Regions from separate parts of the Mus musculus genome. Here region 1 is linked to region 2. Evidence: chromatin contacts called from public Hi-C data. All regions are on one chromosome and are shown on one strand. The core of a region is the stretch at or near the end of the contact, and the rest is flanking DNA. Distances in the headings are between cores, read along the strand shown.

The links. Hi-C and Micro-C count contacts between places; a contact is called where the count stands out from the background.
Region 1: a contact with region 2 is called in a Hi-C map of the N1E-115 cell line, with 6 times the contacts expected there. The contact joins two enhancer-like sites.

What each region holds. Positions count from the first base shown.
Region 1 is chr2:45,815,302-45,820,796 of GRCm38.p6, reverse strand. No RefSeq gene overlaps it. Among named protein-coding and RNA genes, the nearest start is that of 1700019E08Rik, 120 kb to the right of the region's middle. Within about 2 kb of position 2,641, at least 9 of the 459 cell types and tissues checked have an H3K27ac peak or open chromatin away from gene starts, as enhancers often do. A contact at or near this core is called in the N1E-115 cell line, where this site is marked.
Region 2 is chr2:43,718,907-43,725,181 of GRCm38.p6, reverse strand. All of the region lies in intron 4 of Gm30374 (a long non-coding RNA gene), which reads left to right. Among named protein-coding and RNA genes, the nearest start is that of Gm30374, 7.4 kb to the left of the region's middle. Within about 2 kb of position 2,026, at least 26 of the 459 cell types and tissues checked have an H3K27ac peak or open chromatin away from gene starts, as enhancers often do. A contact at or near this core is called in the N1E-115 cell line, where this site is marked.

The sequences.
Region 1 (5,495 bases), core at 1,392-3,891, 2.1 Mb before region 2:
TGGAATTAAGAAACACCATTCCTTCCCAACACTGAGACACAAGAGAGACAGGATCACTTGGATGCCAGGTGAAGGCCTCAGGTCTGGAGAATGAAGTTGCCATTTTCAGGCAATAAGGGATTAATAAAAATCATGCTAAAAATCAGCAGAGAGAACCAAGAGCCTTGGAACTCATGGGAGATTGTAAAAATAGCCTTCTTACTAATACAAATCCTTCAAATTCTATGAATCCAGGGAGTAAACATTTCTTGAAGTACAGAGTCTGCAGTCCCTTAGGAATATATGAAGTATAGTAATTCTGATGATTTGACTAGGTCTTCTTAGCATAAGAAGAATCCATAAAACAAACCATAGTAAGTGGATGACATTTGCAAATTGTGGGTTTTCTTGGGTCTATTTATAAGTAACCTTTCTAAGTACTAAGCCATGGGTTCTTTCCAAAACCAGTGCCTTTAATTTCATCTGTTCACCTGGTCTTCTTAGAATTCCTTTGTGATATTAGAATATTTTCTAGAATCCATTGATAAAGATTTTGAGTTATCCTGAATAATTATCTTGAATAAATATCTTATGTCTACCATTAATTCCATTGACTGTCTTCCTAAACTTCTAGAAAATAGATGAAGAGTCAGGTAGCATCCTGTGATGTGAACATTATCTGTGTATCACTAATATCTCAACTCCTACTCAATTAAAAGTTCAGGCAGGCTACATCAATCTATATGAGCCCTGTAGTAAAACTGATTCTCAGGGTTACTCACACTTATACCTTGGCCTTTCTAGTTAAAAGTCTTGCTTATGTTTCTCTGCCAAAGGAAACAACCTTTCACAGCCTAGTTTAGGTTCCCTCTAATCTTTTATAAAATTCATTTCTTCTACAATCAAGTTGATACTTCCTGTGACCTTTGATAGGCTAGCCATTATCATGGTTTTTACAAAGTCTTCTGAAATTCTGAGTTAGAGATTGTGTATTAGGCTTGATATCATGTGGTATTGTTAATCTAGAACTATGGTATTGGGAAGCATTAAATTAAGCAAAGGGAACTTTCTACTTCATGTTCATTTTCTTCTCCCATGATGATTTTCTCTTCTATTTTATAGTTTTTCAGTTTGTAGTGGCCAAAGTCATCAGAGTTTCTTCAATTCAGTCTTCATATTGAGGTAAGTTAAATAGAGTTGACTGTCCTCTGATTAAACAGTTCAGCCTTCATATTGAGGTAAGTTAGAGTTGACTGTCCTCTGATTAGACAGTTCAGCCTCCACATGGTAAGTTAGAGTTGACTGTCCTCTGATTAGACAGTTCAGCCTCCACATAACACTCCTTTATTTTTATTTTTTATGTTTAGCAGAGAATAAGCAAAATATTCTTAAAATATAATGTAAATTCTCCTTAAATTTAAAAACAACACAGCACCCCCACAAATGCCGGTAGACTCATCCATTCCTTGTGCCCATGGTTTAACATCTAATTTTGTGATTTGAGGACTGAACTTTAATGATAGTACAGAACTCTTCAGACCTACCAACAGAATCAGTTCTACAGTTGAACCATGAGCAGAGGAGTTGATTCTGCCCAAGGCATATCTGGGTTCATTGAAGTTTTAATTTCTAGGAGCATGGTTGTTGAGTACTGCTAAGGAAATTGCTGTGCATACCAACTGTTTTAGTTTCGACTCTCCAACCTCAGCTGACTCCTTGGTTGTAGACACTTGTCTGTCTTTCTTTCATTCTAGCTCAGAACAATGCTCCCTTTTTGGTGGACTGGAAATAAAATCAAATTAAAGGCTTGTTACAATTGTGTAGGCATATAGGGCATAGTCTTACTGCAGTCTATGAGGGAAAAAAACTAGGCAAAAACAAACAAACAAACAAATAAACAGAAGCTTAATGAGAAGCTAAAACTAGAAAAAAAGGAACCCCCATTCAAGACTTTTCTACTCTTTCTGATATCTTAAGTCTGCAATGTTCTCCTAAAAAAAAACATGGGTATTTGCTGCCACTCTCATTCCCAGAGGGGCTTCTTGGATACAGTCCTTGGCTCCAATAGAAACACTTATGTGTATTAAAGTGTAAGAAATTGTTCAGAGAATTCTGAAATGATTGCATTGTCACGAAGAGGGGACAGTAGAAGGCAGGAGCAGCCACAACAGAGACTGGGCCCCACACCCTTGTTCATGTCTCAACATTGAAGAGATTTCCATTTCCACTCTTTCAGGGTGTGTAGCTCTTTCAGAATAGTTAAGATCAAGCATGCTTGTCAAAGCCTCATGCCGTGTCCTCACGTTTCTCATGGCTAGGAGCCAACACTGTCAACACTTGGGTTTGTGCTGTTTAGGATAGAAAACGTGATTGTTCAGCAACATGTAATCAGCTGAAAACAAATCTGGAAGATGTTACCCAAAGACTAGATGATATCCAGGCCCTGGAACATTGCGCAGACAAAGAAAATGAAAGATTCCTTTAAGATAAAAACTCTATCTGTGGCAAGGAACTTGAGACGTTGGAACAAGTTTCAAGTCGATAAGTTTCATAGTAAAGCTTCAAAAAACAGAGGAGACAATCCAAACAGCCCAGTCACTTCCTTTAAGCAGTGAAAGAAGCCAGGATCCAATTTCTGCAACTGTAATCTCTGTCTTCCATGCCCAGAAATCACTTATAATGTGTTACTCAGGGAAGGCGCCCTCCCATGGGAAGAGAATGATGCTTAGGAAGAGCCAGGATAGCAGTTCTAACATTTGAACTTAGTCCTGACTTAGATGATGTGTGACTGTGGCTATGGCATCTGGTTTATTAACCCATTTTTTCCTTTATGTGAAAATGTGGAGGTAGCAAAATGAGTTCAGCTAGTGTTTCAAGCAAACATTTTTATTATCCCTTTCATTCATGTTTTCTACCCAATCACATCTTACATTATGCTAATGTAGTAGACAAGAAGTTTATGACAGCATAGGGTTGGAGAGGAAAACATAATGTGCCAATATTAGTAAGAATTTGCTTTCCAAACTGTAAAAGCCTGTTCTTTTCTACCAAGATGGGTTCTTGTACCTTTTGAATCAGTGCTATGTGCATGCCCTCTCTGCTTCCCTGGGACTCCCTTTTATTAGACATTGAAGAAGGATTTTTCAGGCCCTCTGCTATGAGCTCAAACCTGAAAACATGTATGAAGCTTATCTGCAAGCAAAGGCACTGAGTGGGTCTACAAAACTGAGTGAACATAGCTAATGCCAACCAAGTATAATTATCATGATGTATTTTAATATTTCATTTAAACCTTAGGATATATCCTTGAAGAAGTAATCAGATTATTGTTATTGGGTAGATGATAAGACTGAGTAAAAAGATTTAGTGAATTGGAAGCAGATGTCATCTTCAGTCTTAGAGAATATGTTGGATTGTAAAACAACTTCAGATTGTATATTTTCAGCAATACGTTACTGTGGCATACAATTTGACCTCAAAGGGGGAAAAAGTAAACATGGGCTAATTCCTCATTAATAAAAGGAAGCCTCCTTCAAAAGTACAAAACAATTTTGCAAGGTGAGGAAAGGAATGAGGTGAAAAGGCAGGAATAATAGAAATTATATAATACACAGTGCCTGAGAGTAAAGGGGAATGTGCCCCAAACTCCAGATAAAGTCAAGTGAACTAGGAAAATGTGGAGCTTCCCATTAACAAGCATCCTAAGGGGCAGTAGCATAGAAATAGCTTTATGGTGTATTTGTTCATTCACAAATTTCTAGGAAAGGGAAAGAAAAAATAAGTAATGGTTGTCTTCGAACTAGTGAAAAGCAGAAACTACCTTCTAGAATAAAGCTAACTGAAACACCATACACTTGCAGAAAGAGGATCAATATGTGTACACAGTAGCATATCACAGAGTCTTGGACTAAACCAGGTCTCATTTGGTATCATTGTGGCGGAATGTTTTCCCTGTGGCCCATTTAGCCACCATCCACGTTCATCTCTGTGAAAATAAGAGCCTTTTATTCTTGAAAACATTTGCTTTAGTTTTTATGATTATAATTTAATCACTACACTTCTTTCTTTTAACTCCCTCCAAACCCTCCCATATATTTCTCCCCACTTGCCTTCAAATTCAAGTCCTCTTCGTTTTACTAGTTGTTATTGCATGCATATATTGTATGTGAATGCACACACACACACACACACACACATCTTGTTTTATTTAAGGTTATTATTGCTGTGATGAAACACTCTGATCAAATACAACATAAGGGAGGGAGTTTTGTTTGGCTTAAACTTCAGCATCACTGTTCATCATGGAAGGAAGTCAGTACAGGAACTCAAACATGCAGGAACTTGGAGGCAGAAGCTGGTTAGAGACCATAGAAGATTGCTGCTCAGTACTTGCTTAGCTTAATTTCCTATAGAACCTAGGACCACACCCAGGGGTGACCACACCGACAATGGGCTGGTCAATCCTATATCAAGTCTATATAATGTTACTTGTATGTATGTTTTCACAGATGACCTTTTCGCATTGGACAACCAATCAATGTGCTCTTTCCTGGGGAAGATCACCTCTCCTGGTCCCAGCTTCCCTCACTTGTCTATAATTCTCTGTGTAAGTCTGAGACTTCATGAGCTTTTTTCTGTCCAATTTGGTGTATTTATTGCTATAACTCTTGTGCAGCTCATAGTTGAACATTCATCTTGATGAGACTCTATGGGTTTTGCTTCTGACATTTCCAGGAGACACAAACAACAAACTCTCTGATCTCTCTGGCTCTTACAGTCTTTCAAGGCCTTCTGCCACCATGTTCCCTAATCCTTAGGAATATTTAGGGATTCTCTCTCTCTCTCTCTCTCTCTCTCTCTCTCTCTCTCTCGCTCTCTCTCTCGCTCTCTCTCTCCACACACACACACACACACACACACACACACACACACACACACACACATACAGTCTCAGTAGACTACAGTGCTTTGCATTTTAGTTGGTTGTCATTGTCTGTAGTGGGCCCTATTTGTTGTAAAGAGAAGTTTACTAAATGAGGGCTGAAGACTACACTTATTTGTTAGTATATGAACAAATGTTTATAGATTGTTAATAGGGATTATTCTGGTTTGGTAAATGACTAGTTGTCTATTTTTCTCTGGTAACCTTGACTTCATTAACAGTAGAATACCTAGGTTTCCAAGAGCCAGCATGGTTTCTCTCTTGTTGAGAGAGTCTTAAGTCTAATTATGGAGCTGTTGTTTATCATGAAGGTATACATGCCACTGCTGACCCTGTAGGGTTACTATGCCATGCACAGTAGCATTCATTTCATTCATATCTATCAATCTGGGTAGGACTGTTGACTGCATCCCTACTTTGGAAGTTTGTACAGTACTTTCTGCTACTATGAAATCCCTTCTCAGGAAAGATCATTCAGGTCAGTTCCAGCTCAGGGGTTTCTGGGCCCAGATCCTAAACTGCATAGTATTTCCAACAATGGGAATCACCTCCCACCTCTGGAGTTTTAGTGCAA
Region 2 (6,275 bases), core at 777-3,276:
GGTTCTGGACTCCATCAGAATCTCCACCTAGGTGTTCCAGGGTGGCCACGGCATTGCAGTGTATTTTATAAGAAGGGTGTCATCAGTAAACAGTTACAGATGACGTATAAAAGGCAAGCTGCTCTTGTGTGTGGTGTTTTCAATTCTCCCTCCCATCCTCCTTATCAGAGATTAATTAGACTGACAGGATTATTTCACAGTGATCCTATCATTTGCTTTCAGCAAATATTCCTTGAGAACTTGCCACCTGTCAAGCCATACTTTATCTGAGCTTCTATCTTTGTAATCGGTGGCTTTTATTTGCCCTCTGGAGGCCGGCACACACACAGGGGTTCCCTCAGCTGCTCCATACCTCTGTACTCTGCATTTCTCCTGTCCAGTGTCCAGAGCCTGCACTGATAATGACTCTCCCCATTCACCCCCTTATTCACTGTGTGAATCTCAGGCTGTCTCCTCCTCCTCCTCCTCCTCCTCCTCCTCCTCCTCCTCCTCTTCTTCTTCCTCCTCTTCTCCCTTCTCCTTCTCCTCCTCTCCCTTATACTCCTCCTTTTCCTTCTCCTCCTCCTCTCCCTTCTCCTCCTCTTCCTCTTTTCCCTCCTCCTCCTCTTTCTCCTCTTTTTTCTTTTTCTCTTCCTCTTCCTCCTCCTTCTCTTCTTTCTTCTCCTCCTCCTCTTCCTCTTCTACTTCCTCATCTTCTTTACCTCTTCTTTCCATGGTCTATATCACTTCATTCATTTTTCTCTCTCTTTATTTCACCTTTTCAGTCTGCTGTTACAGTGTGTCCGCAGCCCCTTTGAGCCCATGTGAAGTATATAGCTCAGTTCCGGTTTTGAGTTGTCCAAACGAAATAATGATTTAAAGCTCAATTTTAAAAGAACAGAGAACATTGAAGAATAGCAGCCCAGATTGCTTCAGTGATATTTAGTGGGTGCCAAGTGTAGACAGACTTGTAGACAAGTTCAAGGAAAGCATGCGAGGCTGCTCCAGCTATTATCTAATGAAGGTAGGATTCTATGTCTTGTACAAAAGAAAATCCAAAGTACCAGGGGATTTGACATATGTGCAAGGTTGTGTGTGTGTGTGTGTGTGTGTGTGTGTGTGTGTGTGTGTGTGTGTAAAGAGAAATATAAACTTGGGCTATGGCAAACATTGACAGAGTGAACTTTGGGACTCAGAATTGCAAAGATTTAGTTAGCTAGGAACCTGTCATCTTGTCCCTCGTGGTCTCAAAATGGTTGCCATGCTTCCTGCTTTCATGTATGAGCCCCTCACCAAATACCAGGCACATAAGCCAAAAAACTTTTTCAAATGTCCCACAGTGACAATTTTGCTTTTGTCTTTGGAGCCCTAACATGTGACACTTCTAGATGGGCCCATCGAAAAGCTCAAAAGAAAACACAGATCTTGTTATATAAGAAGATGGGATAATGATGAGGTCATTGTCTGGGAGTGCCCAGAATAAAAGATTAGGTAAGATTTAACCTTCCTGATGCATTAATGAGCTTACATTCCTCTTAAATAATGTAATTGTTTTATGCTACAGATCAGAAAATCCACAAATATTACAAAAAAAATCTATTGTCAACCACAGGCAACCAAAACGTGCATAATTAATGAGAACCTAACTCTGCTTGTCTAGTGTATGCAAATCTATTCATATAGACATGTAGGTGTATCGATATGTGTGCACGAAGTCACACACACACAGCTTGTGGAAGTGAAGCCAAGTGCTTCATTGGAAGGGGGTGTGGCTCAAGGCTGTTCCAGTCACTAGATCTTCATTGTTAACAGTAGTGTGTGCCAATCTATGTTGACAAGCCCTTCTAGTGCATAAGTTGCAGGTACCTTCACGGTGCCACCTAATACTTCAGGGACGTAGCCCCAGAGTTACACTTGAGACTACAGAGCTGATATCCAGTGGTGAGAAAGACGAACACGTGAAGTCATACCAGAGTTCTTCAGAACAGGGAGCTGCAGGGAGGTGCCGCCACAGTGCAGGCCTTCTGTCCCCCTAACTCCAAGCTCTGTCTGCTCTCATCTCTTAGACTTAACTGTATGGCTTTATAGATTATCTGCAGTCTCCGAACCCTCCCTCTGTTTCATTGATTTCTTGATTTCTAGAACAAAATCCTTCAAAGATAAGAAAGATCGGATGCAAACGTTAATGCATCTGGGAAATCGAGGAATGATGCCTATCGGGAGACTAAAGAAATGTCCCAGCAGCGAAATATGCAAATCCACCAGAACAGCCATGCTCCAGTCAGTTTTCTTTGTGATTTGGCGCCACCTTGTGGCCATTACAAGAATCAGCGTAAATACTAATGATGGGACCTCTCTGGGGTTTTAACTAACTAGAATGTCCTACGTTGAGGCAGCAGTTCTCAAAAGCCTCAGTCATGTGGCCCCGTAGATTATTGGCTATCCTAGCTCGGCTAGATTGGCCAAATATGGTGATGTTTGCCTGGGAAAAGCACAGGTAGATATTGCCCTTACGCAGCAGCTAAGCCTAATCAACAGTGTAGGTGAGCAGGTAGTACCAGCAGCTGACCATTCTCCAGACTCATGGACGGGACACACACAAGACCATGATCTTTTGAAGTCACTCTTCTTGCATCATACTGTCCCGAAATTAAGGGGAGTTTAAGTTGAGTGATCACAGGTTAAGCAAATGTTACCAGGATAAATTACTACTACTACTGCTACTACTACTACTACTACTATTACTAGCTTTCAAGCTTTAAGACGAATTAGTGACCATGGATGGACATGTGTGTTGTTTGTCTGCCAATGTTTCCGTGTGTAATTCCATTAACTCTTGTGTAAGATCAGTGCCATCTCTCAATGGCTTTGAAGTTGTCCCCAGTTATGGTCAATACTTGCTCCTTAGTGCTGTGACGTTCAGGGATGTGGTTGTGCGGAAGGATTGGGAGCAAGAGGGTTAAGTCACCAACCCTAATCTTATGGGCTATTGGGAGAGGATTGCGACTTAATAGATGGGACTTGATAAAAAACACAAAACAAAACAAAAACAAAAACAAAAAAACAAAACATAACAGTGGTTTGTTTGGGACATGGCCTTTGTGGCTTTTTGCCTCTGTGGGCACTTTCAAGAACTGGATATTTGGACATTTACTCCCCAAGAATCCGTGTGTCTGCTTGAGATTTCATTTAAATCACCCCTCCATCCATCTAGCCACGGGGCCATCCAGAGCAGGCACGCTGCCAGGGGTGTGTTCCCTTCAAGAGAGATATTTTTTCCCCCAGGGTAGGTTTGGTGAAGTATTGGAGATCTTGAACTGTGTCACAGAAAGCAAAATGGAAACCGAACAGCAATAACAGAGCCAGGGTCACCTGCACTCCAAGCTGCGGAAGGAACCGATGTTTCAATGAGGTGACCCAGGTCCTGCGGAGAGGAGTTGCTATGTGAACAAATAGAATTGTGCTGGGGTTCATAGTTTGTTTGGAAACTTTTGATTAATAACACAGTTTGAGTGATTTTACTTTGTCTTTTGTCCAGGGTTCTGAAAATATTGCAGTGGATTTGGAAAATAAGTGTGTGTGGGGGGGGGGGGGGGGGGCATGAAGCATTTATTTTTCCAGGTCTGTGATGGCCTCTTATCCATCCAGGCATCCAGGCACAGAAAGGCCAAAACATTTTGATATATTTTTGCCAAGGTCTTCTTCAGCTGTTTTCTGGCCCCATCAGTTCCTGCCAGTGCTCAACTTAGGACAGAGGGTGTTCCCTTTTACAGAGAGAAGCTTAGCAAAGAGACACTGGCAAATCAAAAGTTGAGTACCAGGAAGTGGAAACAAGAACCCTGGAATCCATTAGCTTGGTGAATGGAGCAAATTCAACCAGAAAATGAAGATGTACCAAACAAATCTCTCCTTAACTTAAGCCAGAAGTCAGAATGGAATTAAACACGAGACTGCATTTGAAAATGATAGACTGAGCACCCATGGATTAGAGAGACAGCCAACCTCCCCCGTCCCCCAAGCTCTGAGAATCTTCCTTCACACTGAGGTATGATGCTTTATAGAAATACTGACTAATGCTCTAGTATTGGGTCATAAGCTAATTTTACTACCCTTCCTTTATTGAGAAACTTGGAAAGAAATCCCCTGGCTTGACCTCATCTGTGTGCACTTATAAGTGGCTGGAGACCACCCTGTCACTGGAGGGTGCTTCATAGTCACTGTGTCTACTGTACCTTGTTAGAACTCTGTCCTCATACCCGTGCCGTTCTGTAGAACCTGAGTGCCTTTCTCCTTTTCACTTATTCTAGAGTCTAGCTCCTTTGCATCGCAATCTTCTTTGCCATGTGGTCCTGAACCCCTAATAGCATTGCCAGAAGAAAGATGGTTTAATATTCAAGAAATGGAAGTGCTTTCAGGCCTCAATCTGTCAGCAGCAAATACACTGGATGTATTTATGAAGTTTCCAATGGCAGATCTGTTTTGCTTTTAGCATTTGAGTCATTCACTGAAACTGGATGCAAAGGCGAGCTTGTACACCTTGGAGCGTGTGATCATGTTCTCAGCTTGATACAAAGGTCAGAGAAGAAAGAAATCTGAGGTTCTCTACTGATGAAAGAATGAATTGTTATTACATGATACTGAGATCGCATTTTTTTTTTTTTTTTTGCAGTGCTGGGGAGTGAGCCAGGGCCTTGTGCACACTAGGCAAGCATTATGATGCTAAGCTACCGCCCAGGCCAAATGTTTCATCCTAAAACAAAATAATTATGTCATTTGTTTGTTGTGTGAATTCAATACTTACACCCTTCTAGTAGTCATTGGGAAAAGTGCAACTCAGTCTGTAGTTCAGACTTAGGTCACAGTGTCATAGGCTCCAAACAGTCCTGGAGAGAATGTGTTTTAGCCACCAGAGTTCTTTTCTTCCCCCCCAAGCAAATTATCACACCATAAGTTTCCATTTTCCCCAGTGTCGTTTCTGCTGTAATAATGGCTTGAGGATTTAAATCCTGTGATGTTATTGTGACTTCAAAGCCTTAAAACTGCGATTGAATGAGGCAGCTCATCTGTCATTATTCAAATACGAAGCAATTATGATGAAATAAAGATAAAATTCCATTGAGAAATCCTCCAATCAATTTTCACTTATATTTAACCAGAAACATAAAACAATGCATAGAAGAGTAAGTTTAGGTAATAAAATTGAAGAATAAAAAGCACAAATTACAGATCTATAACTGGGGCATAGTGATGGCTTCAGGGCGTGTAAATAAAAGATGTCACCAATATTGAGTGCGAGTTTGTTTGCTTCCTTAAAGAAAAGACAAACAAAACCCTCAGCACAGAACAGAATCTACCCATACCTGGTCCAGCAGTGCTCAAACTTGCTACCCACTTGAAGTGGCTTATGGATAACTGCTCACACACCGTCACATGACAGCTATCTGAAAGACACTACAAGGAGCCTACCTGATGGCCGGTGTTCTCAGGAAGGAGAATGCTACATCGAAAGTTGAACTTGTCATGCTGACTGAGGGCTTTACATCTCCGCATGTATGCCAGCTCACTGTTTTATAACTTTTGATCCCTTAGAGCTAACTTGAGCATTTCCTCCTCAATCTGCATTTCACTACTCATTTAAATTAATCCAGTTGATCCAAAATGCCACCCAATGGAGCATTAAAGCTCAGAAAGCTGCTAGAAATAGGAGAGTAATATGTGACATCATGACATATAAGAATTTCATAAATATGACTTATATGCACTATTCTTCCATCTATTTGGCACAATTTTATCACAAACATTTCTCATTAATCACACTGCTTTCTCATGATGTCCAAGCTTAGATAAGTTCAATGCCGGGCTTTTATTTATGATGGCTTATTGTTTGTTTATATTTTCTTTACATAAATAATTTCAAATATAGAAAGAGCCAGCCTGAATGTGTGTTTTGGCTATCTGAGGCTTGCTACTCAGGATGAACGACGTAGGGTGAGGATGAACGATGTAGAGGTTGGGTGAGTTTGCTCCCAGAGGTGCACAGATGTTCTTGGAATGGCCGTGCCTGCTCCTGCTCTCTGTCGAACACTTAGTAGATGGGGGCTCCAGACACGAGTGAAGGTGAAAGCAGGGTGCAAAATTGCAATGGCAACACAAATTGGGAGTCCTCCCTTTTGCTAGGAGCACATTTACCAATCAGGTAAGCCTGCTGGAGGACATGAGGTTTACACTCAACAGAAGGGTCTCTTTAACAAGTAAAGGCTTAGGTGAGACTCGAAGAATGACTGGAGAATAACCTG